Regions from separate parts of the Mus musculus genome. Here all the other regions are linked to region 1. The links are chromatin contacts, called in public HiChIP or PLAC-seq and promoter capture Hi-C maps. All regions are on one chromosome and are shown on one strand. The core of a region is the stretch at or near the end of the contact, and the rest is flanking DNA. Distances in the headings are between cores, read along the strand shown. Region 1 holds the start of AA388235 (expressed sequence AA388235). Region 2 holds the start of 2310061I04Rik (RIKEN cDNA 2310061I04 gene). Region 3 holds the start of Ppp1r18 (protein phosphatase 1, regulatory subunit 18). Region 4 holds the start of H2-Q4 (histocompatibility 2, Q region locus 4). Region 5 holds the start of H2-Q2 (histocompatibility 2, Q region locus 2). Region 6 holds the start of H2-Q1 (histocompatibility 2, Q region locus 1). Region 7 holds the start of Ddx39b (DEAD box helicase 39b).

Region 1 (4,392 bases), core at 1,272-3,771:
ATAAAGCTCTGTGCACACTGTACATTCCATACATGTGTTAATGTAGAAATGCATATCACCTATAAAAGTTTGTGTGTTTACAGAGAAAGGACCAGACACCAAAGAAGACAAGACAAATAGCCTAAATGATCCAACCTCAAACTGCCTTAATGGCTGGCCCCTCAAAATTATGCATCCAGAACAACTTCAAAATAGCTAATCTTGCAGCCTCAAAGACTGCCCCACCCAAGGATTCAGCTAAGCCCTGCACCTTCCTAGCACACAGCGAATGCACAGCAAATGTTACAGCTTGCTTTCTTAGGACTTGACCATTATCCTCATTGCCTTGGTGCCCCTGAGAGATATCATCATTCCCAGAAAGCGGGAAACAATTTTATACACACTAAGCCCTCATTCCCAAGAGTGGGGTGGTAGGTATGTGGTTGTTGAGTGGGTGTAGAATAAGTAGCAGTGGTCACAAGATCTTAAAGGTTCTGGTCATGGAGCAAACAAAGGGAAGGAGATTAGATTCTGGGGTTTCTCTCTCTCTTTTTCTCTCAGTCGTTCTTTCTCTACTATCTGGCCAGGCATTGGTGGCACACGCCTTTAATCCAAGCCCTTGGGAGGCAGAGGCAGGCAGACGTCTGAGTTTGAGGCCAGCTGGTCTACAAAGTGAGTTCCAGGACAGTCAGGGCTATACAGAGAACCCTGTCTCGAAAAAAGAAAGAAAGAGAGAGAGAGAGAAAGAAAGAAAGAAAGAAAGAAAGAAAGAAAGAAAGAAAGAAAGAGGGGGAGAAAGAAAGATAGTTTTAATAATAATAATAATGGTAATAATAATAAATAATAATAACAAAATGTTTAGCCTCTCCTTTTGCTCACAATCCAGAAGAGGTAGTGGAAGAGAAAAGTTATTTAGATATGGGGGAAGTGGACCTGTTTAACAATAGCTTTTGGGGGGCAAGCTCAATTTTCTTTGTCAGCAGTTCAGTCCCATGGCAAACACCAAATACGAATCAACAGCTTCAGTCCAGACTTCTTGGCCAGCAGACCCCATACAGGAACCAGCAGGTACAGTCCAGTCCTCTCAGTAGGGAAACACCATGCCTGAATCAGCAACTGTAGAAACCAGAAGAGCAAGCAGACACAGAGCAAGCCTTTCCTTCTTCCAGGTCTTCATGTAGGCTTCCAGCAGAAGTCATGGCCCAGAGCAAAAAGTGGGAGGGGCTCCTGCTCAAATATTCTGGTTTACACCTGTGTCTTCCTACCTCAAAGAAAAGGATCAGAAATTGATTTTCACACTTCAAATTAAGCAAAAACACCTCACAGATGCTGCCCTCCATTTTGAGGTTTTAGTTAACCCCACATGTAGCTGACATCAAAGAATCATCACCATGGTCCCTGTCCGAGTTCTGGAACTGCTCTCTGGGGCTTTGCAGCTCCTTTTAGCACCCATGGCTCTGCCTCCTGCCTCCCCTCTTACAGGGAGTTTTCTTCCCACGGCTGGAAAAGCACGTAAAGTTCTTCTGGATGTAGTTTGATGAGAGCAGGGCGGCCTGAGACCTGAGAGCCCTGGAGAAGTGCAGATAGGAAGGAGGCCCTGGGGCAGCTCAGCAGCCTGGATCCCCTTTACCCTCAGCTCTGTGGGTTCAGACGCTGTCCTCTTTGTTTCTTCCACCAGGCGGCGCTGTTGCCCAAGAATGCGATGCTTCTCTTTCATCTTCAACAGGTGAGACTCTGGAGGGTCTGCAGTGGGAGGGAAGATGGGAAAGGGGACACCTTTCTCTGCAGGAATGCTCTGGATGTTGGGATGTCATGGGCTGTTACAAATTAGCATTCAAACGTCTGAGTCGAATTTATCTTGTTCATAGGGAATCAAAAACTCACATCAGCTCAAGTGCAAAGATGAGCACACACTGTGTCTTCTTCCTGGGATGAGGCTGTGACCCACTGGGCATGGTAGGTTCATAAAATGAAATATCATCTGTATTTTTAATTTTATGCTTTTTGACAAATTGTCATTTCAATACACTCTATTTCAACCATCTTTTCCTGTCCTGTTACAGAGCGCTCTTCATTGGCTGGTGGGACAGTGATGTCCAAACATTCCTGTGCCCTCCACTCCTGTCCTCACACTCTGGATGTGTAGGAGAAAGAGAAGGAGTATTTTTCAAATCATATTTTTAAAATTTTATTGTCATGAGATGTAATCATTTTTGTATGTGAATATGTATGTGCACTAGCACTAGCATTCGATCCCTGGGAACTGAAGTTGCAGATGGTTGACAGCCACCATGTGCTGATGGAACTCACCCTGGATCCTCTGCAACAGGAACTGTTACAAACGCGTTCTCTCACACCCGGCCAGGAAGAACACAACAACCAGAATCTTCTGCGGCAAAGCTTTATTGCTTACATCTTTATGGGGCCAGAGCGCCAGAGCGCGCGGGAGAGCGAGGGCGCGCCAGAGCGCCGAGTCCTATTGTTACATCTTTAGGCAGCGAGAGAGCGCAAGGCGCGCAGAGCCAGAGAGATGCCAGCGAGAGAGAGATGGCGGAAACCCCCTCCCTCTTTAAGGAGAACTATATTTTTGCTAGGATGCATCACTCCCTGATTGGCTGCAGCCCATGGCCGAGTTGTAGTCACGGGGAAGGCAGAGTACATGGGGGGAGGAGTACCCTGGCACATGCGCAGATTATTTGTTTACCACTTAGAACACAGGATGTCAGCGCCACCTTGTGACAGCGAATGTGGGGCGGCTCCCAACAAGGAACACGTGCTCTCAGCTCTGAGCCATCTCTCCAGCCACCACTGGAATGTTCACATCAAAACCACACAGCTGATCCACAGCCTGCTGCTGAGCACATGAGAGAAACTAGAGGCCCAGGAAGAGACAGTGTCAGTGCATAGCTCAGGAGGGAGGGGAGCTGGGCACTGATGGGGAGAGGCCTGAGGACAGAGACAGAGAGGGGCTGAGCAGGAGGGGACAGAGGCAAAGGGGGAGACCTAACTCCGCAGAGTCCCCTGTTGGAGGGTATCTCTGTCAGATTGCACTGGACACATCTGCAGAACCCTGCTGGTCTCTTCCATTTCATAGTGAACGCTATGCTGGTTTGAATGAGAACAGCCACACGGGCTCATAGGAATGAATCCTTCATATCCAGCAGATGGAACTCTTGAGAAAGATTGGAGGTGTGGCTTGGTTGGAGAAGTGTCACTGGGCTGGGCATTGAGGTTTTAAACATTTCCAGGCTCCAGGCACCTGCGTTTGGCTGTGCCTGTGGTCTGGCTGGACTTTAATGGCGTAGGTTGCGGAAAGCTGGACCAGGGACCATTATAGAGCAGGTGAACGTGCAGACCGCCATTGCGCATGAGCAGGAGCTGCTCAAGATGACTGACAGGCGTTTCAGGAAGTGCATCAGGAAGCCTGGGGCTCCTTGGACAACTCTGAGCAGGAATGCATCACCATATGCATGGACCGTTACAAGGACGCCTTGAACACTGTGTCCTACGCCTACAACTCTCGACTGCCACTGGAACAAGCCAACGTGTGATCGACACCTGTGCTTTCTGACAGTGCTCTCAGAAGACAGCAAGGACCAGTGTGAGTGCAGGGACATGGCTGACCCACTGAGCTGTGACCTCATGAGAGAGCAAGCCAATGAAGCACTGATGGGAGGGTGGGGAGGAGCGACTCCCACTGTTCCCAGTGTCTCTCCTTTGGTATGCAGATAGATGTGTGAGCTTACACTGTTCTTGTACCATGTCTTTCCTCTGCCGTCATGGATTCACATTCTCTGAAAGTAGAGAACAGATTAAAAACATTCACAACTTGATGGGGTCCCAACGTCTTATAGTCGTAGAAAAGTAACGAAAGCCAAGTGTGATGACACAGGCCATTAATCCCAGCAGACAGGCGAACTCTGTGAGTTCAAGGCCAGCCTGATGAACATGGTCATCTGTGGAGACCCACCTTGCCTTATAAAAACAGGATAAAACAGAAGAAAAGTAACAGAGACAGATCCTTCTGTGGAGCTGCTTAAGGCCAGTTGCTTCCCTAGTCAGGATGAAACCTAAGAGCATCAAGTTCTCAGGGAAACGGGGGAGAGGTCAGGTCAAACTCCACACAACCAAAACCTGTGTAAACTTAATCTTTCCCAATATCACTGATCAGGGGTGAAACCTCGAAACACCAGTGTGTGCTCTCTGGCATGAGGATCATCTTTCTTCCAGTGTCCACACTGCACAGGCGTGAGGAACTCTGGGGCCAACTCAGTTATCAGATCCAGTGTCCCACACAGCTGTGACATTCATGTCTCTCACCTCATCAGCTCTTAAGTGTGAGTGAAGGTCAGGGAGGGAGGGAGAGGGTCAGAAATTACATAACTTCTACCACACTATCATCCTTTTTCTGTG
Region 2 (4,392 bases), core at 587-3,086, 1.9 Mb before region 1:
GCCCTTGGGAGGCAGAGGTAGGCGGATCCTGGTAAGAGTTTGAAGCCAGCCTACATAGCAAGTTGCAGTCCAGCCAAGGCTACAGAGTGAAAGCCTGTCAATAATAATAATAATAATAATAATAATAATAGTCCAACAGGGTCAACCATCTCTAAAAACTACCCTTTCTTCCTTGCTACTGTGGCCTGAAAGTTCTTTTATTTATTTGCTTATTTATTTATTTTTAAAGATTTATTTATTGTTATATGTAAGTACACTGTAGCTGTCCTCAGACACACCAGAAGAGGGCATCAGATCTCATTACAGATGTTTGTGAGCCACCATGTGGTTGCTGGGATTTGAACTCAGGACCTTCAGAAGAGCAGTCGGTGCTCTTAACCGCTCGCTGAGCTATCTCGCCAGCCCCGAGTTCTTATATTTAAAAGAATCATTTTAAGGGAGTTCACACATTCAGGCACCATGGTTCAGCAAGCTCCTTCCTGCATGCCCAAGTGTTTTTGACATAATTAGATCACATCACACACCATCCCAGTTAGAGCAAAGCAACAGTGCAGGATGGTACAGGAAATCTTGAAGTATAAAATAAGCCCTCCCCTACCTTTGCTAGAAGTCTTAGACAAGAATCCTTTAGGGAGGTAGCTGCCCATCGTCTTTGTTCCCACGCTATCCCTCCTTTCTCCTCTGACCCCTCCATGCCACCTTTTCATCCTGAGCCTCTTCCCCTTCATCTCCCGTTTCTTCTACAGGGGGACTCCCTGGGGGCTGGTAGCCCAAAGCTGCCACTACAGCCGCCATGGGGGATTCAATACCTCATTCCTGGGTACAGGTAAGTAGCCACTTTTTCTTATTCTCCAACCAAATAGGTCACACACACATACGACTACAGTCTCCCTAGATGCCTGGTATTTCCACAGGCAACCAAGAACGGAAGCAGGGGGAACAGGAAGCGGAGGATAGGTGAGGTCTACACCTCCCCCTTAACAGCTGCCAGCACCTTCTGACACTGCCTAACACTACTCCTCCTGCTTCCTCCTAAGTCTGTGTGAACTGGATACCAGTTTCCCCCACACATCTTTCTACCTAACGTCGTATAAGCCTTCTTCCTTGTGGCTTGAATTCTGGTGTTTTTCCCCTCTGTCGTGCTCTGAGTACTTAAGTTTGGACACCGTGGTAACTGTCCCAGCCTTAAAACCCAACAGGTGTCTGTACATTACCCTGCACCCACAACCTTGAAGAATTGTCTCAGCGTAATTCCCCGTTAGCAGCTCTAACACACGCTTCATCTCCCTGCCCACCAGGTCGGCCAGTGAGGATCGGGTCTTGTTACTGGATGGGTCTGGGGAGGAGCCTACACAGACAGGTGCTCCAAGGGCCCAGGCGCCACCCCCCCAGTCCTGGACGGTGGGTGGGGACATAATGAACGCCAGGGTCATTCGAAACCTGCAGGAACGCCGCAGCACCAGGCCTTGGTAACCATGGCCAAAGCTTAGTCCTCAGTATGGATGCATTCATTCACTCATTCATTCAACAGGCCTGTCAGCCTCAGATCCTTTGTATCGTTATTTTTAACCAGAGCAATAAAAGTATTTATTTGTTATCACTATAGCTACCGACAAAAAGTGACTTGTCATTATTCAAATTCACATGCCCCTCAGTCTCTCTCCTGAAACTATATTCAGTCCTACCTCCCCTCATTTTGCTAGGCCTGACAAGAGGCTGCGCAGGCGCCCTGGGAGCGCCCCGGCCCGCTGTGCGCAAGCGCACTCCCGCGTAGCGGCGCCTGGGCTGCTGCGGGCCCGCTGTGCGCAGGCGCACGGTCTCTCCGTTTTCCTCCCTTAGCCCCGGCCCCCCCCTCCCTCCTTTCCCCTTCACGAAGCCGGCTCCGGGGCGCGCTGCCCGGCGAGGAGACGGAGACGGGACGCGGGAGGCGCCCGTTCACTCCCGGAACACCATGTACCGTCCGAGCCCGGGGGCCGCCCGGCGCCTCGGGCCCTGCCTCCGCGCCTACCAGGCGCGACCCCAGGTGAGGAGGGGCGGGCGGAGACCCTCCTCAGAGCCGGCCGAGGGGCGGGGCGCCGGGCCGCGCAGGCGCAGAGGCCCCCGCCGCCCCTGACCACCCGTGTGCTGCACGTGTGAGGGGCGCGGGGCCCGCTAGGGCCGGCGTTCCCGGTGAGGTCCGGGGAGCGGCTATCCCGGGTGGCCCCGGTCCCCGCCGTTCTTACCTGTGCCTGGAGGTGACTTGAAGGGCAGGGCAGAGAGGCCGGAACTGCGGGCCTGTGGTGCACCTGCAGAACGGTCCTGCCCGAAAGGCTGGCCGCTGCACCGGGTCGGGCTCCGGGGGACGGCGGGAGCACGGCCACGCCCCCGGCGACGGGGAAGGCTCCCAGAGGGCTCGGCCAGGCCCCATGGACCCCCTGCCCCTGGGGTTCCTGGGCGCCAAGGGACTTGGAATCAGGCTTGACCTCGGGTGACCTGCCATCCTTGCAGTAGCAGCGTTAGTGACCGAGTTCACCCTTCAGCAATCGGCCCGATTGTCATTTAATGGTGCAGAAAATGATAATATAGAATATATATGTAATATATAATGATAATAGCTTCCGTTTATGTACTACTTTATGGGTGACGAAGTTTATACATTCATCATCCTGTTATATAGGCCTCTCCTCTATTTACTGGAAACTGAGGTGCAGGCAGAGTGCCCAGAGGTTCCAACAGAGTCAACTCAGAACTATTCACACCTTCACTTGGATGTTCTTTGCCCTGCACAGCTCTATTTCAGAATCCTGATACATGTTATATATAGATCGCATCATTTCTCCCATGGAGCAGTAAACCAGGATAATGATGGAATCATAGGTGTTCTTTCTAAAGTTGGGGACGGTGGCCCTGGTGCTGTTGTCCTCCTGCGCTCTTTCCTCATGTCTCCCTTTCCTCTGGTAAACTCTCTTCTGCAGGTAGGACTTGAAGCTTCTGATCAGCCCAGCTGGGGTGGAGGAGCATGAGCTGATTTCTTGTTCCTTTGTTTGGTTTTGTTTTTTAAAACTAGGTCTGTGTAGCCCTGGCTGGCCTGGAATCCATGGTAGCCCCTACACCACCATGCTTAGATGTCTGATTTTTTTCTTTTTGTTCTCTTTTCCCTAGGACCAGCTCTCTCCTCGACCTCTACCATTCCCCCCGCTCTGGCCCCACTCCACTCCACCGACTTCTCCATCTTTTCCTCCTCACCGGTCACTACCACCCTCACATCCTCCTACCCACCATCTTCCCCAGGCTCCTCCACCACCTCTCTCTCAGGCCCAGGCTCTCAACTCATTGAGTATGGTTCTTCCTCCGAGAAAGAGGGAGAAGGGACCAGGACCGGAACTACACAGTGGTTGCCTGGATGGGCTTAGGAGCCTTTTTGAGGGACCGCCTTGCCCCTATCCTGGGGCTGTGATACCTTTCCAAGCCCCTGGACCTTCCCACTCTTCCCCCACCACTCCATCAGGAGATGAGAGTATGGAGGAACACCTGGCTGTCATGCATGAGAGACTAAGACAAGAGGTAAGCAGCCCATCTGTAGCAGGGAAATATGGAGACTAGTCAGTTAACTTGTCCTCGTTACTGTGCTGTGAAATGCCTTCTTGGGGAAAGGGTGTCCCTGTTTGAATTAAGGACCATTAAATTGAAAGTGCCGTTTCACTTGGGGCGGGGGTGGGGGAGGGTGAGTGGAAGTTAGAAGACCCTAAAGATAGATTACTGAGGAGCCAAACTGGTTATACTCTGGAGGTTGAGGGAAGAGGATTCCAAGCTCAAGGACTGAACCTTTCCTGCTGAGTTGATGCCTTCTTCTTCCACCTAGCTTCCCACCCTCTTCCTTCGCTCCCATGACTACACTATATATTCAATGGATGTGGAATTCATCAATGAGATCCTGAACATTCGTACCAAGTGAGAGTTGGGACGAGGGAGGGAGAAGAGGACCCATGCTAAATAAATACTTGGGTCTTGTCCCAGAGAAGGTTCTAGCTGCTTCCTGAGACTGTTCCCCCACACCTTGGCAGAATCAGTTTTGGTTCTGCAGTCCTGATATTCCTGTCCCTTTATTCTCACAGGGGCCGGACATTTTATGTTATGTCCCTGACCCTTTGCCGCTTCCTGGTTTGGAACTATTTTGCACAGTTTCGGTTGGAGATTTTACAGCTGACCCGCCACCCTGAGAACTGGACCCTGCAAGCCCGCTGGCGTCTAATAGGTCTGCCCATACATATGCTCTTCCTGCGTTTCTACAGGCGTGATAAAGAGGATCTTTACCGGTAAGAGGGAAGGGGCCGAAACTACAGTGGCTTCCCTAATACTGCTGGTCTTCCAGCAGTCCTTAACTTACCCTGATTTGGCTGTCATCTTACTGAG
Region 3 (4,392 bases), core at 1,292-3,791, 1.9 Mb before region 1:
CTGTCCCCCTGGGTTATTTTCACACGCCTTCACAGGTACGTTATCTTTTCTCTCTTACCAGAGGGTTAACTGGGTCAAAAGCCCAGAGGAAGAAAAGGAGAGGGGACCGAGAGAGTGGGGAAAGAAGAAACAGGCAGGGCACACCCGAAAACGACACACCCCAACACAGCAGTTGAGTGCAGAACAGAATCCTTGGGGCTCCAAAATGAATGGCAAAGGAAGGCTACCCAGAGGAAGGGTGTGTGCAGGGGGAGGAAGGGAGTCGGCAGGAATAAAAAGAATAGAAGACAAGAACACACACATATAAAAAAGCCATCCAGTCAGAACTAGAAAGAGACTTCTACCCAGTCAGGCATGGTAGCTCTCTTACCTGTTTGTGATGTCTTTCAGGGGACCCCTTGACAAGGCAGCTGCGGCTGAGACGGAGGTAGCCCCCCAGCACCAAGATCTCCTCTGCAGTTGGGTACCGCTTCTTCCCAGATCCAGACCCTGCAGCATCAGCTGTAGCAGGGTTGACTGGAGGGGCTGGGCTGGCAGGGGGCGCACACCTCCGTGGGTTGACAGTGAAGGTGTGTCCACTGCGGCGGGGGGCCCCCACCCCCGGTCCTGGTTTCACCCCATAGAACAGACGGCTCATGAGGGGATCCCCAGAGGGTTGGGGGGCAGTTGGGGCCGAGGGTGGGGGAGACAGAGGGGCTGGTGTTGGGGGCCGGGGTTCTGCCGCTTCCTCTTCCTGCTGTCTGGAGCCTTCCGTCCCAGAGTGCTCTGGTGGGAGGGGGGAGGGCCCAGAGCAGAGGTTCTGCTGGGCTCTCAGAGGCCTGCTCTGAGCCTCCGCCTCCTCCTTCTCAGCCTCCTCTTCAGCCTCCATACCAGAAGGTCCTGGGTGCTTCTCTGAAGATGCTGGAGGATCTGGCTTCTGAGTTTGTGTATCTATGTCCCAGGTCGTCCGTTCTCGAGCCTTCCCAGAGTTTAGGGTCCATTTCCAGCTTTCAGTGGGTCTCTGCTCAGCAGTCTCCACTTCGCTCGAGGTGATGTCTTGAACCTCCTTTGTCACCGGAACAATCCCTGAACTCAATTTCTCTTCCTCTCTCCCACACCCTTCCAAGTAGTCTTTCCTCTCTTCACCGGACTTCAGCCTCCACTCTGTGGCCTCCAGCTGTATCAAGCTCTGTTTCTGGGGTTCTCTTGAGTCAAGATTCCATTTATGGACATCTGTCGGGCTGGCCTTCTGGTCACCAGGCTCCCCAGGGCTCAGAATGCTTTCCAACACCTCCTTTCTCTTGGGACTGTCATCTCCAGAACCCGCTAATCTCAGACTCTCCTCTGGAGTTTCTCCAGGGCTCAGCCTCCATTTCTGAGCCTCTGCTGGTCTGGAACTCAGGTCTCTGGCCTCTGCTGGGCTCTGCCTCCAGTCTCGAAGAGACCTCGAACTTGACTCTTGGGCTCCCCCTATCACCAGCCTCCTATCTCTGGACTCCCGGGGACTTAGCCTCTCTTCTCTGGACTCTCTTCCCTTAGGACTCTGATCTCTTAAATTACCAGGACTTGATCTCCTTTCTAGAACCTCCAGAGGCCCAGCCTTCCTATCACCAAGCACCTCGTTTCTCTGCTGCTGCTGCTGTTGCTGCTGCCGCTGTCGCTCCTGTTGGATGAATCGATTCTGATGTACTGGTCCAATAGCCTCCAAAAGGACAGCAGATTCATCTGGGTCTGGAGGTCCAGCCTCAGCATTCCCAGGCACAGGGCTCCCCTCTCCAGGAGGCAGGCCCAACTTGGCTCTGCGTCGTTCCAGGATTCCCCTCTTCCAGGCTGGCATCTGGGACAAGCGATCCCGTTCTGCTTTCTCGCGGCCACGAACCGCTGCCTCCTCCTGCCTCCGCCGGGCTAGCAACTGTAGCTTCCAATCTGGGATAGCGGTCATGGTCACTGGAAGTGAAGGAGAGAGTATTGGGGGACAGGAACAGGAAGGGTAAGCTTCAGAGGAGCCCGGAGACTGAGAATGGGGGTTGGGGGAGGAAGTGATGCGGGAAGGGACGAAGAAGGGCAGGAGGGGACAGTGGAATTAAGAATGAAGATAGAGGAAGGCCGTGAAAGGAAGGACAGCAAAAGAGTCAGGAACTGAAAAACTGAAGAGAAAAGCTGGGTGCCAAGTTGGGGGTGGGGATAGTGGGAGAGGAAGAGTCGAGATTCCGGGCAGAGGCAGAGCTAGATTGGGGTTTGTGGGCACCAGACCGTCCCTAAGATATAAGAAAGGGGAGAGAGGAAAAGCAGGAGAGAGAGAGGAGCCGGAGGAGCCGGGGCTGAGAAGTGAGCGGATTCAGTCAAGACTGCCTCCCCCGGTACGCAGGGGGAGATAAACGGGAAGAACAGGGAACCAGACGGCGAAGGGCGAGGAGATCGGGCAGGAGGTGAGGAGGTGAGGACAGATGTAGAGGGCAGAGGTCCAGGGTAGAAGGGGAGACCGGGAAACAGGCAAGGGCGCCGGCGCCTCTTCGCACGGGGCCCCCGCAGCTCCCGGCTGCCTTCCCGGCTGCGCTCGGCCCCGCCCCTCAGTCCGGCCCCTACCCCACTGTCTTTCCCGCCCCCGAGGCGGGTCAGGGGAAATACCCTCCTTGGGGACTTTTGGTACCCGAGCAAGTGTGCAGCCCCGTACATTCCCAGAACCCTGGCGTCCAGCCGCGTTCAGTCCCTACAATCTCGCCGGCCTCCCCACCGGATACGCTCCAGAACTCGGGCGCGACGAGGACCCACATCACGCCTCTGCTGTCTTCCCCAACCAGGGAGCCGGCTCTCAGGGGACCTTGACCCAAAGGGTTGTGCACCAGAGGGAACTGAAGGGACAATCTATGCAAAAGGGGAGACACTCCAGGGAAGATCTGGAGCCAGGAGGCACTTCTCTTAAAGTGGGAGCCACATAGTCAACTTACACGCCTCGGGGTCCCTAGGAGGAGGTGCAGTGGAGTCAGGCGTCGGGAGAGAGGAAGAGGAGGAGAGAGGCGAAGGGAGATCCGGAGGGAGGGAGGGAAACAGAGGAGGAGGGAAGAGGGAGCCTAAGAGGAGGGACGGAGACGCAGACTGGGGGCCAGGCGGGGGCGGCGACCGCTTTGTCTACGGACAATGGGGCGAGGGAAGGGGGCGCAGGGAGGAGCCCGGCGAAGGGCGGGGCTTCGCTGCCCTCCTTCCCGCGTGGACTCTGGTGGGACTTCTCTCTTGCTGTGGCTATCCCCTCGCTCTCCGTTGTCTGTCTCCAGAGACCTTCACCCGCTTCCTTCCTTGCAGCCCCGAAGAAGCGGGGTGTCCAGACCCACTTCTCCAGCTGGCCGACCCGGGGCGGCGGCCCGTGACTCAGGCCCCCTGAGGGACATGGGGAGGAAGCGGCAGCTGCTTGGAGTCGGACCCGCCCTTCCCATCTCTCGCCGCTCCTCCCCACGCTTTTTCTTTCCCTAGCCAGTCTTTGTTACCGTGGCAGAGAAGGCGGCTGCCAGGCCCTGGGGTCTGAGGCAAAATGGCTTTGGGAGTTCGCTCTCCTCCCAGAGAGTTATTCTGTCTCCCGTGGGTTCCCTGATTTATACGCGGAGAAACTAATATTTGGAGGGAACAGGACTGGACGACTGAGAGATGGGGCGGGTCCATGGGGTGTGGCCCCAGCCTTGCGATCGTTTTAGAGTGCTCGGCTATCACCGCAAAAACTAGGTCTCATCTTCCTTCCCACAATTGGTTCTGCGGCTTGAGAGTCATGGACAGACAAGTGGATATCATATGTATAAAATTTTATTTTTTCTGCAGCGCATATCCTTTGGGAGAGCAGGGAGCCCTGAGTCAACCCGAGTTAAAATCGGGAGACGTCGCCTTAGGAGACCACACAGAGCTGTAGGGAAAGACCTAAGGAGAAACTAAGGCAGGAGTGGGGAGGAAGCACAGCCGCGGTACAAAAGAGCCACTACTTATAAACTTTCAGATAGGCCCTGACATAGCTCCCTGAGGTGGAAACATGGAAGGGAATCCCTGAGGTGCAGAGCCAATAACAGTGCCAGGGGAGTGAGTGCTCCCCAGTGTGAGCTGAGGTGCTCCCCTGTGTGAACTGACCCAGTGTGTGTGGAGGTCATGCTCTAAGAGAAAAGGAGACTCATGAGTTTTGTAACCATTCTTGGCTGGTGAGAGGCGGATCTTGAAGACCAGTGGAGGAAACTTTGAATAAGAATTCAGGATCAAGATTCAGGAACTGAGTTCTCCAGCAGGAGAGGGCACAGCCCCTTCAGGGCATGACTTCCAACCTCCTCCGCGGTCTGAAGCAAACTCCGTCTGGATACTAAGGGATTTGATTTTGAGGTGGGAAGTAAATTCAGGGCTTAGAACTAGCTCCTCACTCTGCTTCCCCATCCTGAGGTCTGG
Region 4 (4,392 bases), core at 851-3,350, 1.4 Mb before region 1:
AGTCTAAGTTCACAGGAATCTCTCCTTTAAAGAGAACCCTGATTTAACTTGTCTTAACTTCCCTGGCACCTGTGGAGACTGATACACATGATAATATAAGGGCAGGGAGAAACAGGATCACTCCAGTGCAGACAAAAGACAAAAGATGACTAGAAACAAAATTACCCCCTCCAAAAAAAAAAAAAAAAGTAAAGAAATAAGAAAGGCTGGGCAAGGTGGCACACGCCTTTAATCCCAGCACTGGGGAGGCAGAGGCAGGCGGATTTCTGAGGTCGAGGCCATCCTGGTCTACAAAGTGAGTTCCAGGACAGCCAGGGCTATACAGAGAAACCCTATCTCAAAAAATCGAAGAGAGAGAGAGAGAGAGAGAGAGAGAGAGAGAGAGAGAGAGAGAGAGAGAGAGAGAGAGAGAGAGAGAAGGAAGAAGAAGAAGAAGAAGAAGAAGAAGAAGAAGAAGAAGAAGAAGAAGAAGAAGAAGAAGAAGAAGAAGAAGAAGAAGAAGAAGAAGAAATTCCACTATTGATATTCCTCCAGGGTACCCCATAAGGGCTGATGTGACCACCACTATAGGAATAGAGAGAATTAGGTTGTCGAAGGGGTGGAAACCCCACAGACAGGGAGGGATCTGGGAGAATGTATTCTTTTGAAAATTCAGGAAACTGAGGCAATCAGCCTAGTGTAGGGTAGTCCATGTCTCCCATCAGTTAAAGGCGACTTCTGGTCCTGAGGTGTAAGGGCTGACACACTCAGCAGGACAGGAGTCAGTGTCTACAGACAGTGGGCTGAGAACCCGGCCTGGGAGAGGCCATGGCTGACAGAGGCTACAGGGGAACTGAAGGGAGCAGCTGTTGTTACCTCAGGGAAATTCTCTCCTTCCCTCCTGAGACAGCCTGGGCACTGTCCAGGGAGAAGGCTGAGCCCTGGGAGAGTCAGTGCAGTCACTGTGATGAGGGATCAGGAGACCCAGGGTCACTCTCTCCCCTCTGAGACAGGGGCATCACCCCAGCTGAGGGTTTCTTCTTCCCCAGGACTGAGCCCCAGCCCGAGGGCAGAGGGAGGAGCTGCCCGCGGCCCCTGCACCTGTGCGCAGCAGCGTCTCCTTCCCGAGCTCCAGGTATCTGCGGAGGGACTGCACGCACGCGCCCTCCAGGTAGGCCTTGCTTTTCTCTGTAGCACCAGCCTGCTCCCACTTGCGTCGGGTGATCTGTGCCGCCATGTCCGCCGCCGTCCACGTTTTCAGGTCTTCGTTCAGGGCGATGTAATCGCGGCCGTCGTAGGCGAACTGCTGGTACCCGCGGAGGAGGCGCCCGTCGGACCCCACTTCACAGCCAGAGATCACCTGAATAGTGTGAGAGCCTGCGGGACCCCGCGGTCAGCCCCGCCCACACGCCCCGGCCCCGCCCACCCGCGGACTCCTCCAAACTGAAAGGGAAACCAGTCCCGCGTCCGTTCTGCTCAGAACCTCGAACTTGGGGCCCGGGACGTCTCGGGCCCCTGTTTTGGGACGTGGAGGGGTCGTGACCTCCGATCCGGGGTCACTCACCGCCCGCGCTCTGGTTGTAGTAGCTGAGCAGGGTCCTCAGGTTCACTCGGAAAATCTGCTCATTGCCCTTGGCTTTCTGTGTTTCCCGCTCCCAATACTCCGGCCCCTCCTGCTCCATCCACGGTGCCCGCGGCTCATATCTCGGATTCTCCGCGTCGCTGTCGAAGCGCACGAACTCCGTGTTGTCCACGTAACCGACAGAGATGAACCGGGGCTCCCCAAGGCCCGGCCGGGACACGGAGGTGTAGAAATAACTCAGCAAGTGTGGGCCTGGAGGCAGGGCGCGGTGAGACCCCGAACTCCTTCCGGGACCCCCGGCGGGTGAGCGGGCCGGGAGGGGAGCAGGGCGCGGGGCTAGGGTGGAGAAGGGGCGGAGGGTCAGGTGGGCGACGCCGGGACGCGGCTTCCCCCGTGCCGCCCCCTCCCCTTTCCTCAGAGGCCATTTCCCTCCGGACCCGGTACTCACCCGCGCGGATCTCGATCAGGGTCTGGGCGACTGCCACCAGCAGAAGCAGCATTGTTGACGCCATTGCTCCCCTCTGGGATTCTGGGCATCTGACTCTGGCGGGCTGTGTGGACTTTATAACCTGCTCCCGCGGCGACGATGATTGGTTCCCGGTGATCACGTCACCCAATGGGGGTGAGAACTGCCAGTAAGTCATCAGTGTCCGGGCAGAAGGACCTGACCCAAGTTAGGAGCAGAAGTGAAACTGGGGAGATGGGAAATCCCCACCCCTGATCTCACTGCCTGGAGACTAAGACTTTGCCTGAACCCTGTGCTGTGGACAGAGAGCTGTTTGTCTTGGTGTCTCCGAGTTCTGACCCAGAAGCTGTCAGGACACCAGGAGAGAAGAGACCTGCAGGCCAGACTCTCTGTATCTTCCCTCCACCCTTCCTCTTCCTTCTTCTCTTCAGAAGTCAGACCCTGGAGCCTTCCAGAAGAAAAGCCACTTCCAGGAATACAATGGCAACACAAGCGCTTGGGGATGCAGTGGAGAGAGGCTTCTCCTTAAAGCAGAGGCGCTGGCCTGCAAGCCCCATTAGAACACCACAGAGACCAGGCTCTGTTCACCTGCAGTGGGCGGCTCACACTGCCAAGCCTGAGTGCAGGACTCTCTTCTATAAAGAGGATACTTCGTCTTTTCCCTCAGGATCTGTCTTCTCAGCCCTGTGCTGGGACACAGATTCCTTGTGTCACTTCCTAGATGAAGTCTGTGGCTGCAGGTTTTTTGTTTGTTTCTTTTTTGTTTTTTTAAAAACAAAGATCTTCCTTCTGAGTTTGTCTCTGTGGACCTGGGACATTGTCTCAGCACAGGAGACCCCCTTGTCCACTGAAGAGAGACCCCTGTGCAGACCACAGACAGCAGGGCACTGATCCCTGTCTCCACTTCACTTCTCTGTGACTGTACTTCCATGGTGCAGTTGCTTTAGTGACTCAATAACAGTAGGAGAGGAACTGTCACCAACTATAACACAGAATAATGATGATAGTACGGTAGAAGCTATGTAATTTCTGACCCTCTCCCTCCCTCCCTGACCTTCACTCACACTTTTGAACTGATGAGGTGAGGGACATGAATGTCACAGCTGTGTGGGACACTGGTTCTGATAACCGAGTTGGCCCCAGAGTTTCTCAGGCCTGTGCAGTGTGGACACTGGAAGAAAGATGATTCTCATGCCAGAGAGCACACACTGGTGATGTGAGGTTTCATCCCTGATCAGTAGTGTGGGGGAAGATTAATTTTACCCATTTCATGATTCTGTGGATCTTTTCAAACCATAGCCACAGAAGTGAAGTGGAAAGAAGAGCAGAGTTGGGTGGGGACTCCTGAAGAGAGTCACTCATCACACAGAGCAACAAATGTGTGTGACCACCGGTGTGAACTCCAGTCACCTCCCCATGCAGATCTCCACAGCAGCCCCCCAGATTCACCGGGATTCAGCAGACCCTGTCTCCCTGAACCACTGTTATTGGATGCTGTGAGCATTTTCCGTGGGGATTTGATGCTCTTAGGTTTCTTCCTGACCAACCTAGAGATGCTGTTGGGGTTAGGCAGTGCTTCACAGAGAGGATCTGTCTCCATTACATTTCTTCTTATTTTACTATGTGTTGTTTTTTTTTTTTTTTTTTTTTTTTTTTGTTTTTTGTTTTTTTTTTTTTTGACAAGGTCTATCTGCACAGCCCTGGCTATTCGGGAATTCATTATGTAGATCATGTTGCCCTTGCCTTTGCATCCTAAGTGCTGGGTGTCTTAGTTTTGGTTTTGTTGTGGTGATGAAACACCATGACCAAGGCATTCCTTCCTAAGAGAAACATTTAGTAGAGGCTGGCTTACAGTTTCAGGGATTTAGTCCATTATAACAGGAAGCATGCCAGTGTGCAGGTACACATGGTGCTGGAGGAGATGAGACTTCTACACCTTGATCCAAAGACAGCCAGGGAGAGGCTTTCCTTCCACACTGGGCAGAGCATGAGCATGGGAGACCTCAAAGCCCAACCTCACAGTGACACACTTCCTCCAACAAGGTCACACCTCCTAATAGTGCCACTCCTTGTGGGCCAAGCTTTCAAACACATGAGTCTATGGGGCCACCTATTCAATCCACCACACTGGGATTGAAGGCCTGTGTCACCACACCAGCTTCAGTTAGTTTTTTATTACTGTGATAAGACACTGTAACCAAGGCAACATATAAAAGAATGTGTTTAATCTCTTCTCTAGATTCAGAGGTTTTGAGTCCATGATGACAGAGTGAAGGTGGTGGAGGAACAGCTGAGAACTCAGGACTTGATTTGCAAGCAAAGGCTGAGACACTGGGTGTGAGGAGCCGGTGTGGCAACAGTCCCA
Region 5 (4,392 bases), core at 1,167-3,666, 1.4 Mb before region 1:
TAACAAGACAAACTAAAATCTACTCAAGACTCAGTTAAATCAATGATGACAGTGAATTATTTGTCTGTTTGACACTACAACTGTCGTTGCACAGTGACCAAAAGCAGAGCTGGTCCCCTCAGCACAGAACTACACATTTTCTTTTGGGACTTAGAAGCAAAGAGGGAATCCACTGAGACTCAACCACTGTGGTCATCTTGCTGACCAACATTAACTGTCAGTCCAAGAGAACAGCCATCACAAAGTGTGTAGTGAGAAAATGACTCCCAGCCCCTGACTCTGGGGGACAAGGTACAGGTGTTTTAAGCAGGACACTTGAAGTGATCTGTGGACCTCACTGGAACACAGTGGGCTCACAGGGTGTGTGGTCTTCCCTCTCACTCAGCCCTGGATTGCAGAAGACCCTGTCTCTCAGAGTCCAAGTCCTGATTCACTGGGGGGGGGGGCACTGTAACTTGTGGGGCAGAGGGAGAGCAGGAGGCTTCTGGATGTTTAGTTCTGACAGGAAACACTCTAAGTTCACAAGAATCTGTTATTTAATGAGAACCTTGTTTTAACCCGTCTAATTATCCAAGTTAGCAGTCTCCCCTGGCACCTGTGGAGACTGATACAAATGATAATACAAGGGCAGGGAGAAACAGGATCACTCCAGTGCAGACAAAAACTGACTAGAAACAAAATAACACCTTCAAAAATAAAGAAAAAGTAAAGAGAAAAGAAAGAAGAATAAGAAAACAGATAAATAAGTAAAAGAAATTTCTCGATTTATATTCCTCCAGGGTACCCATAAGGGCTCACATGACCATTCACCACTGTAGGAATAGAGAGAATTGGGTTGTGGAAGGGATGCAAACCCAACAGACTGGGAGGGATCTATGAAAATGTACTCTATGAAAATTCTAGATACTGGGCAAATTAGCCTAGTGTAGGGGAGTCCATATCTCCCATCAGGTAAAGGCGACTTCAGGTCCTGAGGTGCAAGGGCTGACACACTCAGCAGGACAGGAGTCAGTGTCCACACACAGTAGGTGTGGGCAGAGAACCCGGCCTGGGAGAGGCCATGGCTGACAAAGGCTACAGGGGAACTGAAGGGAGCAGCTGTTGTTACCTCAGGGAAATTCTCTCCTTCCCTCCTGAGACAGCCTGGGCACTGTCCAGGGAGAAGGCTGAGCCCTGGGAGAGTCAGTGCAGTCACTGTGATGAGGGATCAGGAGACCCAGGGTCACTCTCTCCCCTCTGAGACAGGGGCATCACCCCAGCTGAGGGTTTCTTCTTCCCCAGGACTGAGCCCCAGCCCGAGGGCAGAGGGAGGAGCTGCCCGAGGGCCCCTGCACCTGTGTGCAGCAGCGTCTCCTTCCCGAGCTCCAGGTATCTGCGGAGCCACGTCAAGCAATCGACCTCCAGGTAGGCCCTGCGCTTCTCTGCAAGACCAGCCTGCTCCAACTTGCTTCGGGTCTTCAGTGCTGCCAGGTCCGCCGCTGTCCACGTTATCAGATCCTCATTCAGGGCGAGGTAATCGCGGCCATCGTAGGCAGACTGCTCATACCCTCGGAGTAGGCTTCCGTCTGGCCCCAGGTCACAGCCAACCAACCACTGGAGAGTGTGAGAGCCTACGGGATCCCGTGGTCAGCTCCCCACCCCCTCCCCACCCGGCCCAGGCCGCCACCACCCGCCCCGCTCCCGCCCCCAGACTACCTGTCCGGCCCCGCCCACCTGTGGGCTCAACCAAACTGAAAGGGAAACCGATTCCAGGTGGGTTCTGCTCCCGAACCTTGGACTTGGGATGCGGGAGGTCTCTGGGCTCCTGTGTGGGGACGTGGAGGGGTCGTGACCTCCGACCCGGGGTCACTCACCTCCCTTGCTCTGGTTGTAGTAGCTCAGTGCGGTCCCCAGGCTCACTCGGAAACTCTGCTCATTTTCCTTGGAGACCTGTGTGTTCCGCTCCCAATACTCCGGCCCCTCCTGCTCCATCCACGGCGCCCGCGGCTCCATCCTCGGATTCTCCGCGTCGCTGTCGAAGCGCACGAACTGCGTGTCGTCCACGTAGCCGACGATAATGAACCGGGGCTCCCCGAGGCCAGGCCGGGACACGGCGGTGGTGAAATACCGCAGCGAGTGTGAGCCTGTGGACGGCGCGCGGTGAGACTCCGACCTCCTCCCGGAGCCCCGGCCGGGTTCGCGGGCGGGGAGGCCAGCAGGGTGCGGTGCTCGAGATGTAGGTGGAGAAGGGGCGGAAGGTATGGTGGGCGACGTGGGGACGCGGCTTCCCCGTTGCCGCCCCAGCCCCTCTCCGCAGACGCTGTTTCCCTCCCGACCCCGCACTCACCCGCGCGTGTCTCAGTCAGTTTCAGGGCGGCCACCAACAGCAGGAGCAGCCTTCGCAGCGCCATTGCCCCATCTGGGATACAGGGCATCTGAGGCCCTTGGCTGCATGGACTTTATAACCTGCGCCCGCTGCTGAGGAGCTGGTTGGTTTCCCAGGATCCTGCCACCCAATGGAAATGAGACCTGCCAGATAATTCCTGCTACCTCAGGGTTCAGAGAGGGCATCAGATCCCCAGGAGCTATAAAGTGGTGCTGCTACAGGGCAAGGGAGGGGCAGGAGCTGAGCTGCAGGAGAGGGTGGAGTCTGCAGGGAGCAGAGTGAGGCCCTTGTGCACCTGTGTCTTAGTGAGGGTTTCCATTGCTGTGATAAGACCCCATGACCAAAAGCAACTTGAAAAAGAAAGGGTTTCTTTCAGTTTACACTTCCACATCACAGTCTATCATTGAAGAGATTCAGGGCAGGACCTTGAGAGGATTCTAAAGGAGGAACTGAAGAAGAGGATGAGGACCAGTGCTAATAGCTTTGTAGCTCATGGCTTGCTCAGCCTGCTTTCTTATACAATCCCTGATGACCTGCTAAGACAACCTGCAGTGAGCTGAGCCCTTCCATACTGATCATTAATAATAATTTTTAAATTGCCTTATACACTTCCCCAAAAGCGTCCTGGATGGATGCAATTTCTCAATTCAGGATCCTCTTCTTATATATGTCTCAGTTGGTGTGGAATTAACAAAATACAAACAGCACAGGCTCCTGGTGCAGGGTCACTCAGTGAGAGCTGAGGGAGGAGGATATGTGAGTTCCTCTCCCTGAGCTGAGCCAGGGACCTGTCCTGTGGATGGAGGCCCCATGGAAAAACAGTTGGAATGCAAGGAATGGGAACACAGTGGGTTCCAACTCCATTCCTGCCCCTCAGTCCTGAGGACCTGTCTCTCCCTTGCCTGTTGGTTGATGCTGTTGACATAACCATGGGAGGGACTGATAAAGTCAGGGCATGGGAGGAGAAGGGTTGCTTCAGGAGCTTTCCCTTCCCCAGAACTGTGTGGTAGCCTGATCACACAACATCAGTGATGGGAGCAGCTCCAGGCTTGGTTTTAGCTGCATTGAACCATGTCTGCTCGCTGACCAACATCCACAATTTATCCAGGTTGACAGTTGGGCAGAAGCTCTGGTTCCTCTTCAGGTGGTCATGCCTCACACCAACTTTCCCTGAGTGACCTGGGTGACACTTGTGAAGTTCATCCTGAGGTGATGCCTCTAGCATTCCTGTGGCCTCCTGGGTGCTCGCAGTGTTTTCCTGATGCAACCATGGCCTCGGCTCAGGTGGCCCCGGAGTTTCCAGGTCTTCCTCAGTCTGGATGGCATGGCAATGGCAGAAAGGAAAGAGGCTCCTTAGACCTTTATAAACTGCATTTAAAGCACTTTTTATGGCCTTTATAAGTGACATTCACAGATCTCAAAGCACACTTTTAAGATCGTTGCAATTACTTAACCTCTCATATCCTTAGAAGTTACATACACTTTACAGTTTTTTTCCATCGAATTAGACACAAGACACAGGTGGTTGGTTACTGACAGCAGTCACTGTAAAACAACTTCCTTTACATAAAAGAATAGTAAAACGTTACATTGAAATCTTTGGTGGGAGTTTATCTCTTCTGAGAATCTGGTAACAATGTGATCAGTGGAGACCCAGTAGCAACTCTGGAGAGTGTCCATGATTTTTAAGCATGAAGAGAACTGAGAAGCACCTGAAGCCTGTGCTGTTGCTTGCTGTTAAACTGACAAAGCTCTCCCTAGTCCACACCATCAGAGATCTGAGAAGGATGAATTTCTCCTGAGTAAGCAGCAAGTACAGACCAAGCAGTTTCCAAATCTATTAAAAGTGACAGATGTGGCCAGGCAGTGGTGGCACACGCCTTTAATCCCAGCACTTGGGAGGCAGAAGCAGGCAGATCTCTGAGTTCGAGGCCAGCCTGGTCTACAGAGTGAGTTCCAGGACAGCCAGGGCTACACAGAGAAACGCTGTCTTGTAAAACAAACAAACAAACAAACAAAAAACAAAA
Region 6 (4,392 bases), core at 908-3,407, 1.3 Mb before region 1:
GCTAAAACTGAGACTACAACTGTTGTCATCTCGTCGACCAACATTAACTGTCAGTTCAAGTGAACAGCCATCACTAAGTGATGAGCCAGAGAAAATGACTCCCAGCCCCTGACTCTGGGGGACAAGGTACAGGTGTGTCACACAGGATCCCTGGAGTGAGCTGTGGACCCCAGTGCAGCACTCACTGGAACACAGTGGGCTCACGGGGTGTGTGGTCTTCCCTCTCACTCCAGCCCTGGATTGCAGTAGACCCTGTCTCTCAGAGTCCAAGTCCTGATTCACTGGGGGGGGGGGGCACTGTAACTTGTGGGGGGCAGAGGAAGAGCAGGAGGCTTCTGGGTGTTTAGTTCTGACAGGAAACACTCTAAGTTCACAGGAATCTCTCCTTTAATGAGAACCCTGATTTAACTTGTCAAATTATCCAGGTTAGCAGCCTTCCCTGGCACCTGTGTAGACTGATACACATGATAATACAAGGGCAGGGAGAAACAGGATCATTCCAGTGCAGACAAAAGATGACTACAAGCAAAATAATGCCTTCCACAAAAAAAAAAAAGTAAGGAAAAAAGAAAGAAAGAAGAAAAAGAAAAGAGAGAAAAAAAGAAAAAGAAATTCCATGATTTATATTCCTCCAGGGTTCCCAATAAGGCCTCATGTGACCATTCACCAGTGTAGGAATAAAGAGAATTGGGTTGTCGAAGGGGTGCAAACCCCACAGACAGGGAGGGATCTGGGAGAATGTATTCTTTAGAAAATTCTAGAAACTGGGGCAACCAGCCTAGTGTAGGGGAGTCCATGTCAGGGAAAGGAGACTTCCGGTCCTGAGGTGTAAGGACTGACACACTCAGCAGGACAGGAGTCAGTGTCCACACACAGTGGGTGTGGGCAGAGAACCCAGCCTGGGAGAGGCCATGGCTGACAGAGGCTACAGGGGAACTGAAGGGAGCAGCTGTTGTTACCTCAGGGAAATTCTCTCCTTCCCTCCTGAGACAGCCTGGGCACTGTCCAGGGAGAAGCCTGAGCCCTGGGAGAGTCAGTGCAGTCACTGTGATGAGGGATCAGGAGACCCAGGGACACTGTCTCCCCTCTGAGACAGGGGCATCACCCCAGCTGAGGGTTTCTTCTTCCCCAGGACTGAGCCCCAGCCAGAGACCTGTGCGCAGCAGCATCTCCTTCCCGAGCTCCAGGTATCTGTGGAGCCACATCAGGCACTTGCCCTCCAGGTAGGTCCTGTGTTTCTCAGCAGCACCAGCCTGCTCCCACTTGCGTCGGGTTTCCTGAGCTGCCACATCTGCTGCTGTCCAGGTTTCCAGGTCTTCATTCAGGGCGATGTAATCAAGGCCATCATAGGCGAACTGCAGGTACCCGCTTTGAAGGCGCCCATCTGACCCCAGATCACAGCCAGACAACTTCTGGAAGGTGTGAATGCCTGCAGGAACCCTGGGTCAGCGCCTCGCTCCCCCGGCCCCGCCCACGCGCGACTCCACAGAACTGAAAGGGAATCCGGTCCCGGGTCAGTTCTGCTCCTGAACCTGGGACTTGAGAAGCAGGAGGTCTCTGGCCCCTGTGTAGGGACGTCGAGGGGTCGTGACCTCCGACCAGGGGTCACTCACCGCCCTTGCTCTGGTTGTAGTAGCTGAGCAGGGTGCTCAGGCTCTCTTGGAATCTCTTCTCACTGCCCTTGACTCTCCGTGTGTTCCGTTCCCAATACTCCGGCCCCTCCTGCTCCATCCACGGCGCCCGCGGCTCATATCTCGGATTCTTCGCGTCGCTGTCGAAGCGCACAAACTGCGTGTCGTCCACGTAGCCGACAGAGATGAACCGGGGCTTCCCGAAGCCGGGCCGGGACACCGAGGTCTCGAAATACCGCAGCGAGTGTGAGCCTGGGGGCGGCGCGCGGTGAAACTCGGACCTCCTCCCGAGACTCCCGGCGGTCCGTGGTCCGAGAGGGGAGCAGGGCGCGGGACGTGGGTGGAGAAGGGGCGGAGGGTCTGGTGGGCGACGCGGGGACGCAGCATCCCAGGTGCCGGCCGCGACCCTCTTCTCAGAGCCCGTTTCTCTTCGGACCCCGCACTCACCCGCTCCGGTTTTGGTCAGGGTCAGGGCGGCTGCCAGCAGCAGGAGCAGCCTTCCCAGTGCCATTGCCCCATCTGGAATACAGGGCATCTGAGGCCCTCGAGCTGCGTGGACTTTATAACCAGCGCCCACAGAGTAGCTGGTTGGTTCCCCAGGATCCTGCCACCCAATGGACCTGCCAGATAATTCCTGCTACCTCAGGAGGTCAGAGAGGGCATCAGATCCCCAGGAGCTATAAAGTGGTGCTGCTCCAGGGCAAGGGAGGGGCAGGAGCTGAGCTGCAGGAGAGGGTGGTGTCTGCAGGGAACAGAGTGAGGCCCTTGTGCAGCTGTGTCTTAGTGAGGGTTTCTATTGCTGTGATAAGACCCCATGACCAAAAGCAACTTGAGGAAGAAAGGGTTTATTTCAGTTTACACTTCCACATCTCAGTCTATCATTGAAGAGATTCAGGGCAGGAACTTGAGAGAGGATTCTAAGTGGGAACTGAAGCAGAGAGAATGGGGACCAGTGCTAATAGCTTTGTAGCTCATGGCTTGCTCAGCCTGCTTTCTTATACAATCCCTGATCACCAGCCAAGACCACCTGCAGTGGGCTGAGCCCTTCCATACTGATCATTAATAATAATTTTAAAAATGCCTTATAGACTTTCCCAAAAGCGTCCTGGATGGATGCAATTTCTCAATTCAGGATCCTCTTCTTATATATGTCTCAGTTGGTGTGGAGTTGACAAAATGCAAACAGCACAGCCTCCTGGTGCAGGGTCACTCAGTGAGAGCTGAGGGAGGAGGATGTGTGAGTTCCTCCCTCTGAGCTGAGCCAGGGACCTGCCCTGTGGATGGAGGCCCCATGGAAAAACAGTTGGAATGCAAGGAATGGGAGCACAGTGGGGTCCAACTCCATTCCTGCCCCTCAGTCTGAGGACATTTCTCTCCCTGCCTGTGTTTGACAATATTGATATAACCTCGGGAGGGACTGATAAAGTCAGTGCAAGGGAGGAGATGGGGAGAGAAATAGGGACAGTTTATTACCTCAGAACAGGGTAATCTGATTTGGGGGAGACTGAGGAGAGGTAGGTAGGTAGTTTACAGATAGATATATAGACATTCATATAGACACAGAATTAAAAAGGAATGAGAAGTGCTCTTCCACACTTTGGACATTGACAATTTCCCTTCGTGCTCAGACTTCTTGCAGTTTTAGGTCCTGCTCCAACAGACACCTGCCCAGCTGGGGAAACATTCAGGGCTGACCCTGTGGGCTTGTTAGAGTTCTTGCATGGATCAGAGAACCATGAGGTTTTGCAAAGGTCACACAACACAACAGACTTCATGTGAGAGATTTATTGTGGGTGGGTAGTGAGTATGGAAGAGAAAAAGAGGGGGCTGTGGAGACCTGAGCTGGATAAGGATACACAACTTGTGGCTACAGTAGAAATGTGTCACATTTGGTGGCTGGTGATGATGTGGCTTCTGGAACTGAGAGGCTGAAAGCAGGCTGGTTCTGGAATGTGGGTGGTCATTGGTTGACAGACATCCCTTCTTCTTATTTACTATATATGGTGAGAAAATAGGAAGGGGTGTCTGGTGAAGCAGAAATGGGGTTACTGAGCTCTTTAGAATCCTCCTGTTGTCTTGGGGGAGGTGTCACTATCTTTGGGGACCCAAGAAAGCTGGGATGCTGGGTAGGTTCAAAAAAAGCATGCTGTTCCCTCACTGTCCAGGCTCTGCAGGACCACCTGCAGCTGGGGAATGCAGATGCATCTTTCAGTTGAACCATCATGGGGCAGGTGCTTTGAAGCTGTGTCTGGCATGCAGAGGTTGAGGAAACACCTGGAGCTAGCATTTTACTGAAACCTATCTGTATATATAAAGATCAGAAGGTAATGTTAAGGAGGCTAGAATAATTTTTTTCTTTAGGATTAATGTTTTAAACCCATAGGCTTATTAGTTGGGGGTGGGGCATCCCAAGACCACAGAAAAGGAGAGGATAACCCCACCCTTAGGACTAAGCTGAACAGGCAGGAGATGAAACAGGCTGTTGATTGACAGTTCTTATCTGGAGTCCATTTGACCTGTGGGAAGTGGATTCAAGTAGATTCTTTGAAGCTTCAAAGAATTTTAAAAGTTTACAAAATGAGATAAATTTTAGACATGTAAACATACCACTGTGGATTCTGTGCTGAACTTCACATTGTAAAAACGGCAGCAGACTCATGCCTTTGAGTCTTAGTAAAAGCTTGTGGACTCCAAAAGTGGATTTGGAGGTAAAACCACGAAGATTCCTACCTCTATCCAGAACACAGGGTGCATAGAGATT
Region 7 (4,392 bases), core at 942-3,441, 1.3 Mb before region 1:
CTTCCACGTTCCTGGCTAAACTTACTTTTCTTACACCGCAACAATCTATGAATTCGACTGCCACAGGCCATTTCTCCTACATAGGTTGCTGTGCTTTTGGGTCATGTAACCCTGCAACCTTGAACAAAATGAAGGACTTGGTACCTGACCCAGAAGCCACAGAAGCCAGCATCCTGATCGTTAAGGTTTCCGGAAACGACACTTGGCCTGGCCCAAAAGAAGGGAACTAAAGGTCCAACCAGGCCCTCTCTGGGAGTCCGAACAGTCAGAAAGACAAAAACCAAGCAAAAAAGCCAGGCACAGAACAAATGGCAGCCCTCTGTTTAACGGAGAACAAAAGCCTCTTCTACAGCTGCCGTCTTGGGTACATTCTCAGAGCTTGGCCTATCCCAAATAAATTCAAATCCTATGACCCTAGACTTGAACCTCCCTTTTCTTGCACCAGAGGTGCTAAATAAGGTCTCTACACCCAACAATAAAATGTACCCTCTGATGGATGCTCAAAGCCACAGTCAACGATGGCCCGGAGCAGCTCTGGCTTGAGTAGAAAATCTCGGAAGCCGGAGCTGTGGATGGAGACGTAGGAGCCCTTGACGTCTTTCTTGGCGGGAGCCTCGGTCCCATCTGCCCCAGCGGCTGTCTCCACCTCGTCGTCTTCGTAGTCCAAGAGCTCATTGTCCACATCGTTCTCTGCCATAATTGGGCCGGCAGGGGGAGAAGGGAGGTCTCTTGAGTTAGGTGTCCCAGAGCAGGTGAGGAAGCAAGGGCCAAAGAGAGGGGTTGAAGAACAGCAAGGGGAAAGACACCAGTTTCCGACAGAAGAGCTGGGAGAGGGGACAACAAAAAAACCGGAAAAACTCATCAGTCACGAATGGACTCGTCACTTCTCGTCGATCCCTACACCCGTCCTATTCTTCCCTAAACTGTGAAACCTTTGTCCCGAAAGAAGAGTTAACAAAGAGACTCATGACATAAGAAACGGGAACACCAGACGGGAGAGACAGAGTGGGCTCCACCGCTAACCAGACTTTGTAACACACACTTCGACAGGCAGGAGCCAACTGGGAGACCGCAGTAAAATGAGCGTGACTAACGACTCACACGAGGGTTGAGACACAAAGGACAAGGGAAGACAGAGACTGCGCTTTCTCCTGCCACCTCACGGTGGTGATCCCCAACGTCAGCCATCAGTCAAGGGTGATAGATAAGGGTCAGCACTGCGCAGAGCGCTCACTTCCCAAATGCAAACATCATGTGGCTGCCGCTATTCTCTTGCTCAGAAACCCCCGAGTGGCCGTCCCAGCGGCGCACACCTGGACCGGGGAACAGAAGCAGGAAGGAGGGTGGTGCGGGGCGGAGGGTGGGAAGTGTATGAATGGCTCCATTTCAAGAAAAAAAAAATTTTTTTGTTTTGAAAAAGATGGGTGTGTGCAGTTCAATGGCAGTGCTTGCTTAGTAACGCGAGAGGCCGCAAGGTTCGGCTCAGCGCTGCCAAAGTTAATTTTAAAAGTCGCACTAAGGAATTAAGGTCACAGCTGAGAACGATGCAGGATTAAGAGTGTGAGCCGGGTGGCCTTAGAAAGGAACGCCTTGCAGTGCTCTCGGAAAAGCTTCCCCAGAAGTGCGCGACACCATCGGCCACGCACAGAGGCAGCCATTCACAGAGAGCTCCAAATAAGGCAGCGAAAGCGGGGTCAAAGGGCTGGACGGGCCCCGGAGCGAGATCTTCCCATCCCTGGGCGAGCAAGAAAAGGCCCGGAGGGGAGATGCGAGGGGCCCCGCCCTCCTCCTGGCGCCGCCTCCGGCCGCCGCGGCCCCGGGTGGGCAGAGGACCCACTGGAACACCCAGGAAGCGCGGAGACACAATGGCGGCCGAGGCCACCATTTTGGATCGTTCCCCCCTTGTCTCCCAGCTCCCCGCCAAGATCTGCTCTCAGAAAGGGGTGAAGACAACAGAACTGGACGCCCGCCTGCGCGCCGGCGGCCACGGCGCCGGCCCGGCACCGGGTATCAGGGACCCGCGCGGCGGGGCGAGCCGCGGGAGAAGCAGATGGCGGTGGATGGTGCACAGGGCCAAAGCTTACCTAAGCACTGCGAGCGTGTATGGCGGCAGCAACGGGGACGGAGGCGGGAAGCTGCCTTCACTTCCGGTTCCAGGCTCGCCCCGGCCTCCCGCCTTCCCGGCCGCCAGGGCGCACGCGCAAGGAGCCGGAAGCAGGCTTTCGCCGCGCGCGCTCCGCGGCTGGCTTTGCAGAACGCCCACTTGAAATGAAGCTTCAGACGACGCCTCCTCCGGTCGCCAGTAGCAAGAGCGCGACAGGAAACTCACGTCTTCCCCCGCAGAGCTCTCCATTTTGTTCTTCTACGCTTATGCAACACCCTCCGACGGTCGGCTCTACTTTAGTTTTGTTTGCCACGCCAGGCTTCTCCCTGGGCACCTCTCTGTGGGCATGGAGGACTCCGCGATCGAATGAGAAGCGTTTCTCACGGGGTCCTTAGCCTCGTAGTCAAGGTGACCCGAGAGCGGCTAACTCGGGCCTCTGCTGGAGGGGAGGGGGACACGTGACCACGCCCATTACAGTCGTGCAGAGAATAGGCAGGATTTACCCAAAATTATATCGAAAGATGGAGGCTTACATTCTGTCTAGGTGCTAAATAAATGGTGGGGTTTGAGGTTATGCACCTTTCCATAATTCTTGCTAACTAGAGCAGCAGAATAATCTCAGTTCCATTATTCAGCCTGGACATCCCCCTCCCCCCATGTGGTATTCCCTTTGAGATGTTACATATAGCAGAAGTGTTGTCCTGTTGCCTTGCTACATAAACACAAGCTCGGGCTTTCCCTATTAAGGACACTTAATATTAATACAAAGTAACACTAAGTATCAGTGTTGCCAACCAGCTGGCTGTGTCCTGCTCAACGCATAAGCTCTCTGGGCTGGGGCTTGGTAGCTTTTGATCCCTCCGCATTTGGCAGCCCTAAGCAGCAGGCCGGCGGGTTTTGTATAAATCAGAGAGGAGTGGGAATTCCTCGGCCCTGGTAACTTATTACGAACTGTAGCTCCAGAAAGTGCGGTACCTGGGCCTTTAGCTTTGAAGCGTTTCCAGGAACTCTCCTAGTGACCTAGTTGGCGGGCTCTTAGCCACTGTCTTCCTGTTACTGGACCTAATGTGACATTGTGGAGGGTAGCATAGTAAGGTTTGTCCCAGCTGACCCAAGTGAGCCAAACTTTCTGCTTTACAGCCAGCAAAGGGTGTTTGCACCAAACACAGCAAACAGCAAACTCGTGCAAATGAAGACTTGTGTTTGCACCAATCATAATATTGTCCCTTTGGCATCAGTGATAACACATCTTCCTGCTACTGGACTATGGGAAGTTCCACCCTCCACTGGGGGAGGAGAGAGAGGACAGAAACAATCCTGGCTGAGCCATTAGCTGTGTGGTTTCCTCAAAGACTTTATAGAAGATTCAAAATGGCCATGCTGACAGTCCTCGTTAAGGTAGCCAGGGCAGGAAGGGATTGTCTTAACAGCTGGCTGTGATTTTAACAATGCTTAAAACCTGGGCCACTGGGGCCACAGCAAGGTGAGTGCCCCTCATCTGTCTTGCCATTTTTTTCTTCCTTTCTCTGTTACTGAGTTTGAGCAGTTATATAGACTGGCCTCAAGCTCTCAATTCTCCTGCTGGAGGATTTGAATGCAGACCCATGCCCCGCTCCACTCTTCCTGTAAACATATGAAAATAGAGAAATAAAACAAGGTGGCCAAGGCAATACAGCTAGCAGGGAAACACCAGGGTGTAAGCACCCCAATTTCCTATCACATGTGTCCCTCCTCTTCAAAAATCTCCTTGCTTTTGTATAGCTATTTCCCCCGAAACATTTCCTCCTGATGAGAGTGGAGAAGGCTCAGGAAATTCAGAAAAAAAGTTGCAAGACACGGAACACTTCTCCCAGATTGTGTCACCAATAAACAGCTCCTGGTGGCAGGACTCTTTGGTCTGCATACAAGTCACGCTGGTGGGCGACTTTCTGATGGGAAGCTACTCCAGTCTCACTCCTATAAGTAACCTATCACCCACCATACTGCCAATAACTCCAGCGAGCTCTTTGGTCTGCCAAGTGAGACTTGGGTGGTGAGATATCTTTGGTGTTTCATGACTGCCTTATTTGGCATAGATTTTTTTTTTTTTTTCCTGAGACAGGGCTTCTCTGTGTAGCCCTGGCTGTCCTGGAATTCACTCTGTAGACCAGGCTGGCCTTGAACTCAGAAATCCACCTGCCTCTGCCTCCCAAGTGCTGGGATTAAAGGCATGCGCCACCACACCTGGCTTATAGTTTTTTTTTTAATGTCTCTCTACAGAAAAGTCATATAAGACTATGAATTACCTC

What was found. Promoter capture Hi-C pulls out the DNA fragments that hold promoters and counts their contacts. HiChIP or PLAC-seq counts read pairs in DNA pulled down with a chosen protein or histone mark. Capture Hi-C pulls out chosen DNA fragments and counts their contacts.
Region 2: a contact with region 1 is called in a promoter capture Hi-C map of liver, with 6 times the contacts expected there. The contact joins the promoter of 2310061I04Rik here to the promoter of AA388235 in region 1. A contact is called at or near these places in 1 of 39 promoter capture datasets (hippocampal neurons) and 2 of 9 other capture datasets (liver and pancreatic islet).
Region 3: a contact with region 1 is called in an H3K4me3 HiChIP or PLAC-seq map of embryonic midbrain, with 4 times the contacts expected there. The contact joins the promoter of Ppp1r18 here to the promoter of AA388235 in region 1. A contact is called at or near these places in 1 of 39 promoter capture datasets (liver), 1 of 115 datasets of contacts at active chromatin or transcription factors (embryonic midbrain) and 1 of 9 other capture datasets (liver).
Region 4: an H3K4me3 HiChIP or PLAC-seq map of stem cell-derived neural progenitor cells shows a contact between it and region 1, with 40 times the contacts expected there. The contact joins the promoter of H2-Q4 here to the promoter of AA388235 in region 1. A contact is called at or near these places in 4 of 115 datasets of contacts at active chromatin or transcription factors (embryonic stem cells, microglia and stem cell-derived neural progenitor cells) and 1 of 9 other capture datasets (liver).
Region 5: a promoter capture Hi-C map of liver shows a contact between it and region 1. The contact joins the promoter of H2-Q2 here to the promoter of AA388235 in region 1. A contact is called at or near these places in 1 of 39 promoter capture datasets (the 3T3-L1 cell line), 1 of 484 Hi-C or Micro-C datasets (liver), 3 of 115 datasets of contacts at active chromatin or transcription factors (embryonic stem cells and stem cell-derived neural progenitor cells) and 3 of 9 other capture datasets (adipose tissue, liver and pancreatic islet).
Region 6: an H3K4me3 HiChIP or PLAC-seq map of stem cell-derived neural progenitor cells shows a contact between it and region 1, with 26 times the contacts expected there. The contact joins the promoter of H2-Q1 here to the promoter of AA388235 in region 1. A contact is called at or near these places in 1 of 39 promoter capture datasets (the 3T3-L1 cell line), 2 of 484 Hi-C or Micro-C datasets (both in liver), 3 of 115 datasets of contacts at active chromatin or transcription factors (embryonic stem cells and stem cell-derived neural progenitor cells) and 2 of 9 other capture datasets (adipose tissue and liver).
Region 7: a contact with region 1 is called in a promoter capture Hi-C map of the SN4741 cell line, with 4 times the contacts expected there. The contact joins the promoter of Ddx39b here to the promoter of AA388235 in region 1. A contact is called at or near these places in 10 of 39 promoter capture datasets (the 3T3-L1 cell line, 3T3-L1-derived adipocytes, the C10 cell line and 6 more), 1 of 15 datasets of contacts at CTCF or cohesin (large pre-B cells), 6 of 484 Hi-C or Micro-C datasets (the CH12 cell line, cerebellum, embryonic fibroblasts and 3 more), 11 of 115 datasets of contacts at active chromatin or transcription factors (T-cell acute lymphoblastic leukemia, astrocytes, bone marrow-derived macrophages and 5 more) and 3 of 9 other capture datasets (adipose tissue, liver and pancreatic islet).

The regions. Positions count from the first base shown.
Region 1 is chr17:33,979,621-33,984,012 of GRCm38.p6, reverse strand. AA388235 (expressed sequence AA388235) reads right to left here and starts at 2,521. Exons shown (of 1, transcript NR_033305.1): 1 at 1-2,521.
Region 2 is chr17:35,894,822-35,899,213 of GRCm38.p6, reverse strand. It overlaps 2310061I04Rik (RIKEN cDNA 2310061I04 gene), which reads left to right and starts at 1,836. Exons shown (of 6, transcript NM_001033630.1): 1 at 1,836-2,023; 2 at 3,142-3,543; 3 at 3,842-3,930; 4 at 4,095-4,295. The coding sequence starts at 1,952. Atat1 (alpha tubulin acetyltransferase 1) reads left to right here. Exons shown (of 13, transcript NM_001142744.1): 11 at 747-826; 12 at 915-957; 13 at 1,299-1,619. The coding sequence ends at 1,473.
Region 3 is chr17:35,864,764-35,869,155 of GRCm38.p6, reverse strand. Ppp1r18 (protein phosphatase 1, regulatory subunit 18) reads right to left here and starts at 2,541. Exons shown (of 3, transcript NM_175242.1): 1 at 371-2,541. The coding sequence starts at 1,921. It overlaps Nrm (nurim (nuclear envelope membrane protein)), which reads right to left. Exons shown (of 4, transcript NM_134122.2): 4 at 3,756-4,392. The coding sequence ends at 4,364.
Region 4 is chr17:35,377,325-35,381,716 of GRCm38.p6, reverse strand. H2-Q4 (histocompatibility 2, Q region locus 4) reads right to left here and starts at 2,100. Exons shown (of 6, transcript NM_001143689.1): 1 at 2,010-2,100; 2 at 1,544-1,897; 3 at 1,081-1,356. The coding sequence starts at 2,073.
Region 5 is chr17:35,340,331-35,344,722 of GRCm38.p6, reverse strand. H2-Q2 (histocompatibility 2, Q region locus 2) reads right to left here and starts at 2,416. Exons shown (of 8, transcript NM_010392.3): 1 at 2,327-2,416; 2 at 1,854-2,123; 3 at 1,335-1,610. The coding sequence starts at 2,390.
Region 6 is chr17:35,318,312-35,322,703 of GRCm38.p6, reverse strand. H2-Q1 (histocompatibility 2, Q region locus 1) reads right to left here and starts at 2,157. Exons shown (of 8, transcript NM_010390.4): 1 at 2,079-2,157; 2 at 1,614-1,883; 3 at 1,154-1,429. The coding sequence starts at 2,142.
Region 7 is chr17:35,239,545-35,243,936 of GRCm38.p6, reverse strand. Ddx39b (DEAD box helicase 39b) reads right to left here and starts at 2,191. Exons shown (of 11, transcript NM_019693.3): 1 at 2,085-2,191; 2 at 487-824. The coding sequence starts at 697. It overlaps LOC115488830 (a small nucleolar RNA gene), which reads right to left and starts at 1,259; the gene lies at 1,183-1,259.